2 separate regions of the Mus musculus genome follow, and region 2 is linked to region 1. A link is a contact called in public Hi-C data. All regions are on one chromosome and are shown on one strand. Each heading gives the region's core, a stretch centred on a gene start, on an enhancer-like site or on the middle of the called end of the contact. The rest is flanking DNA. Distances are from core to core; before and after follow the strand shown.

What was found. A called contact is a pair of places that touch in the nucleus more often than the background predicts.
Region 2: a contact with region 1 is called in a Hi-C map of adipose-derived mesenchymal stem cells, with 2.4 times the contacts expected there. The contact joins the promoter of Hs3st3a1 here to the enhancer-like site in region 1. A contact is called at or near these places in 8 of 39 promoter capture datasets (the 3T3-L1 cell line, embryonic stem cells, frontonasal cranial neural crest and 5 more), 5 of 484 Hi-C or Micro-C datasets (adipose-derived mesenchymal stem cells, cerebral cortex, nephron progenitors and 1 more) and 3 of 115 datasets of contacts at active chromatin or transcription factors (embryonic hindbrain, embryonic midbrain and neural progenitor cells).

What each region holds. Positions count from the first base shown.
Region 1 is chr11:64,178,902-64,181,697 of GRCm38.p6, reverse strand. It overlaps Gm12290 (predicted gene 12290), which reads right to left. Exons shown (of 3, transcript NR_166814.1): 3 at 1-1,324. Among named protein-coding and RNA genes, the nearest start is that of Gm12290, 16 kb to the right of the region's middle. Within about 2 kb of position 1,432, at least 8 of the 459 cell types and tissues checked have an H3K27ac peak or open chromatin away from gene starts, as enhancers often do. A contact at or near this core is called in adipose-derived mesenchymal stem cells, where this site is marked.
Region 2 is chr11:64,433,986-64,436,781 of GRCm38.p6, reverse strand. It overlaps Hs3st3a1 (heparan sulfate (glucosamine) 3-O-sulfotransferase 3A1), which reads right to left and starts at 1,450. Exons shown (of 2, transcript NM_178870.5): 1 at 156-1,450. The coding sequence starts at 715. F930015N05Rik (RIKEN cDNA F930015N05 gene) reads left to right here and starts at 108. Exons shown (of 1, transcript NR_028445.1): 1 at 108-2,796.

The DNA.
Region 1 (2,796 bases), core at 183-2,682:
GTCATGGAGATATTAAGTGTGGGTGAATGTTGGTGAATGTTTGTTCTCTGTCTGAACACTCCCTAGCAGCAACCTGCAGACCAAGGATGGTCCATCAGTCACACTCAGAGTGACCCTAGGTTTTCCTTTGCTCCGATGAAAACATCTCGCTTTTGCAGAGTCAAATACATTTCCGTCTAGAATACCTGGAATAACCTCTTGCCCTTAAGTATTTGGATTTGTTCCTAAGATCACATTGCTAATAACCACCCATTTCAGTCCGAGTCCAGGCGGATCACTTTTCTGGTTGAATTTTCTGTATCTTTCTCCCTCTTCTGTCTGGATTTCTAATAGGATGATGTCCAGTCGTTCTCCCCTCAGGCACACTACCACATTACCTTTGTCTCACCATAGAAAATGCTGTGGCCTGGCTCCCTCAGAAGCCAGTACCTCTCCTGCCCAGTTTTACATCTCAAAATGTAGAGCAGAGGTTCTCAACCTGTGGGTAGTGACTCCATTAAGGGTCACACAACCTTTTCCCCAGGAGTCACCTAAGACAATCAGGAAACACAGAGGTTTGCATTATGATGTGAATTTACAGTAGCAAAATTTCAGTTGTGAAGTAGCAATGAAAATAATTTTATGGTTGGAGGGGGGGTCACCACAATGTAAAGAACTATATCAAAGGGTTGCAGCCTTAGGAAGATTGAGAACCACTGATACAGAATCTAAAAACAAACAAACAAACAAAAAAACAATCTCATCATGTCTGCTGGTATATGACTCCAGTTGGCAGGCATGACAGAAGACAGACATGCACATAGCGGGTCTTGGAGCAAAGAGTAACATGGCAAGTGGCTTCACAAGGCCAGTTCACTCTCTTGAGAAGTATATTTTTAACTCTTGGAGTAGCAGAAAGGGGGACATTCCCAAATCCTTCCATCATAAATGCCAAAAATTCACAGTAGGATGAATGCACTGTGCTTGAATACTCTCCCAAATTTGAGGATGCCCTTCCTAGCTACACACCACCAAGCCTTTATGTTTCGGTGTCTAGACTAGCCCATACGTATTCATCTGTTGAATGCACTAAAATGAATTCCGTGGTTTGCAACAGAAAACCTAGAAAAGAAGTCATGTTTTTGAAGTGATATCATCTTCTGAGATGCTTTCTCACATAGATTCATGTGCTTCTTTGATCCATTTTCAATGGTCGGTACCCGTGTGTTCAAACCTTCAGATTTCACCAGGAGGATTTACAATGTGTTCTGTGCTGTTTAACTTGATTCTTCACTCCCTTCAGACTGTGGGAACTCCCTCTAAACACTGAGATAATCAGCGTTGCCTTAAGTAAACAGTAAAAGGAAGAAACATAAACACAAGTCCCAGATGAGCAGAGCTAAGAAGCATCCCTGATTCCTGAGCCACAAATGTCAGAAGGCCAAGGTTAGAGGAATGCATGGGAAATGACTCAGGGAAGCTGAAGGCAGTCAAGCCAAGGGGTCACTTAGTATCGCCAAGATCATCACCATGAGAACCTAGAGGTACAAAATCCAGCTAATGGCTGCTAGAGCCATGAGGCTTGTATGGAAGTTCACATGAGATCTGAATATATGCTGCTGAATATTCTCTATATCTGCTCACACCTGGTCACTGCTCTCCTCTTAGGAATGTGTGTGTGTGTGTGTATGTGTGTGTGTGTGTGTGTGTGTTTATATACATATGGTTTTTACTTAGAAGCAGCCCAAGCTAAAATCTGAGTATTAATTATAGCTCAGGCTGACCTTGAACTCAAAATCCTCTAACTCACACTTCCAAAGAGTGAAGGCATAATTCTCTGGAAATAACATACTATAGAAGCTGGACTTAGTGTGACCAGACATGGAAGAAGGAAGAGATGAGAGTTAGCCCAGGAGCTAGAATATTTTGTCTGTGAAGATGCACTGTGTAAATATTTAACTTTAATGAGCCAGATGGTCTCTATGCAACTCATCAGTTCTACAACTTCCACAGAGACATCCTCCAGGGATGCTAAAGCCATGTGCCAGGAAGGAAATTTGACAGTGGCTGGATTTGGCCAAACAGCAATAGTTTATAGACCCCAGTCTAGAGTGGTAGCAGGAAGATTGTGTAAAAGCCCACATCTGAGCGGAGGGACTCTCAGCATGTCTCTCTGATTAGTCATTGCACTTGTTCCTCGGATCACATCTTCTTACCCTCATTCTCCCACCCACTAAAAATGTCAATCAGCAAACTAGAATATTTCTCTCTTTGTGCCCTTTCTCAATTATTAATTGAAAATGTATAATTTAATAATCTCGATTATTAAAAATTAGCACATCCAAACTTGCTACTTTGTATGCATGCATGTGTGTGTATGTGCGTGTGTGTGTGTGTGTGTGTGTGTGTGTGTGTGTGTGTGTTTATATACATATGTTTTTGTTTTGTAGCAGCCTAGATTTAACTCTGAGTTTTATAGCTGAGGCTGGCCTTGAACTTAAAAGTCCCCTTGCTCGGACTACCAAGTGAAGGGACTACAGGCGTGTGCTACCCCATCCAGCTGTGGTATACTTACCTTTCCTTTCTGGTAGAATCTTACGTGTACTGACACACTAGACTTTGATGTAGAGTATCTACGAGTCATTTAGTTTCTTCCCTATCCGTGACAAGGTCCCTCTGCTGAAGTCCTACCTGTCTTTTCCCTCACAGCACTTAACTTACTTGTAGGTTCCTTCAATTATCCAGCATTTGAATTTGTTTGTCCTTCCATTTATTTACTATGATTTCAATAAATACTTGTTAAACAAATGAATGGCA
Region 2 (2,796 bases), core at 201-2,700, 260 kb before region 1:
AGATCTCCATTCCTCTCTCCATCTGCCCCTCCCCAAGGGAGAAGAACGGGAGCCCAAGATGGGAACAGCTACTGCTCCCCCTTTGCCATCCCTTCCTAGTCTCCCCCTCTGCACAGCCAGCGCTCAGAAGTACCCATGGGGGTCCCCGCGCTCACCGGTACCAGGCGAGGCCCTTGTGGTAGCTGCGGTCAAAAAAGTGGGGCTCAGCACCCACGGCACGCACGTCGGGGTGCACGCGCAGGAACTCCAGCAGCGCCCGCGTGCCGCCCTTCTTCACGCCGATGATGATGGCCTGCGGCAGCTGCTTGCTGCCCTCGTCCAGAAGTAAGGCCAGGGTCCCCGGCTGGGCCTCGGCCACGCTGCTTCCCGCCCCGGAGCCTCCTGGTGCGGCGGCCAGCCCAGGGCTCTGCTCCTCCTGGTCGCTGCTGTCTCCTGGCCCCGACCGCCCGCGCCTCCTCCGTTGCCTCAGCTGCAGGAGGCGCTTCCTTGGCGCTCCCGCGGGCCACATCGCCAGTTCCCTGGGTCCTGCAGGGACGCCGCGCCCCGGGACCCCCGCGACGGGGCCCGAGCCGGGTGGGCAGCGCTCCGCCAGGCAGTAGAAGACGTAGAGGGAAGTGAGTAGCGAGCAGAGCATCAGCAAGAACTTCCTGAAGATGCTGCGCGACAGTGGCTCCGCCGGGCTGGGCTGGGCGCCGGTGGGACCCGAGGGGGCCATCCTAGCCAGAGGCGACCTCGGACGGCGAGCGGGCCATGCTAGGCCACGACTGTGCTGGGAGCTCCGCCATCCCCGCTGCCAGCCAGCGTGCTGCCCCGCGGCCGCATCGCCTGAGCCGCCCTGCGTGCCTGAGAGCTGCCCCGCTGGGCGGCAGCAGGGGCTGGAACTAGGGACCAAGCACTGCGAGCCCTTCTTGGGGTCCTGGGCTTCGGGCGACGAGGAGGAAAGGGGTGCGGGGCCGTGCTTAAGAAACCATGGTCTTGGGTCTGAAACGCGCCCGAGTCCTGAGCCTAGCTGCGCAGAGCTCCGCGCCCTGGGTCTCCGAGAGTCGCCCGGCAAGGGAGTCTCTGCGGCGGCAGTGGCGAAGGTGCTCGGCTCAGCAGGGTCCTGAGCGGTGCGGAACTTGGCTCAGCGATAACACATCCTTGGCTCAGTCCCCCGTGGAGCGGGCGCAGGACTCTCGGGCCGAAGAATTGTGTACGCTCCGGTTAGAACGAGTGACCCTTTTTCCAGCTTCTGCTCTCCTGGCCCGCCCAGGAGCGTGCCCTGAGTCCTGGCTCAGCTCGTCTCAGCAACCGAGCAAGCAAAGTCCCCCTAGTCCCTCTATCCGAATGGGACTCAAGCCTTCTGGCCTCTTGAGCGCTCCGGAAGTCTACCCACTCCTCTGGGGCCCCAGCTGGGAACAGCTTGGAGGGGCCCCGCTGTGCGGGACCTGTCAGCCACCGCTGCCACTGTGCTCTTGGGCTCTCCCCGCAGCCTCCTCAGCCGCTACCGCCACACGTGGGACGCGAAGGACAGCAAACTTGGTGGTGACGTCAACGGCCCAGGCCAGACCAACGCGGGGATCCGCTCTAGGGTGCAGAGCAGAGGCGCAGGGGCCGGGCTAGAGAGGCAGAAGGGGTGGGACCGGGACAAAAAAAAAAAAAAAAGGTGACGAGGCACCGCCCAATACACTGGAGAGGGCGCGGACGACAGAGGAGACGCCCCTTCCTCGCACTCCCTCTCTCCTTTCCTCCTTCCTCCTCCTCCACCCCTAGGTCTCTGGGCGCTGTCAGATTGACAGCGCCTGTATGATTGCCTGAGTCTAACGCCCAGCCAGTCCACCCCTTGCCGGATTGGGGGTTCTCAGACCTCTCCAGCTCAGCTTAGTCCTTAGCAGCCTTAACACCCCCAGATCCCCACTTCCTGATTCCCTCTGGTCCCAGCTTCTGTATTCCTACCCTTCTCCAGCCCACCCATCCCATCCCCTCTCATCCCAGAGACTTCTGAAGTTTTGTTCCCAAGAGTTCTTGGCAGGCCACGCCCCCATTTGTCTGGGCAAAGAGACAGCTTCAGTACAGACTTGCCTTCTACTTCCCTGTCCACTGAGGGCCCTTACAAGTCTGTCTGTTAGTTTGCTTGCTTGCTTGTTTTTCCTTTGGATTTATTTAAAAAGATGAAGAGTCTCATAGGACCTGGAAAGGAACCCCTTAGAAACTAGATCAATAAATACACCAAAACAGAAATTATATTTAAAAAATAATAAGTACAATTCCAAATCCGTATAACCAGTTGTTGATAAAGTTTAATACTTTGCATATGTGCACCACCCACATGCGTGAATGTGTTTTCACTCTTTGAGAGTTAAGAGTCCTTCCCTAAACAACGGGTTCCTTTTTCTCTTATTTCCCCTGACCCCTAGATACCCTTCCCATGCCCCCAAAGCAAGTCACAAAGAGGTAAAATCTGCCCCTTGCTGGCTCCTGGGGAGGTGAGTAGTAAAATCTTCAGGAGATGTTGAAGGTTTGATTGCTTTCTTTGGCTGTTACTCTGTGGTGGTTTTGTTTTCAATTTTTCATTTATTTGTATTTTATGTGTATGGCTGTTTTGCCTGCATGTGTGTCTGTGCACCACGTGGGTACCTGGTGCCAGCTGGAGAGTTCTAAATCTCTTTGAACTGGAGTTCCTGACAGTTGTTAGCCTAGATGTGGGTGCTGGGAATTGTACCAGGTCCTCTAGAAGAGCAGCCAGGGCTCTTACTGCCGAGCCATCTCTTCCACCACCAGATATTTCATTTTTGTCCTAATCGTATTGCTTCCTTA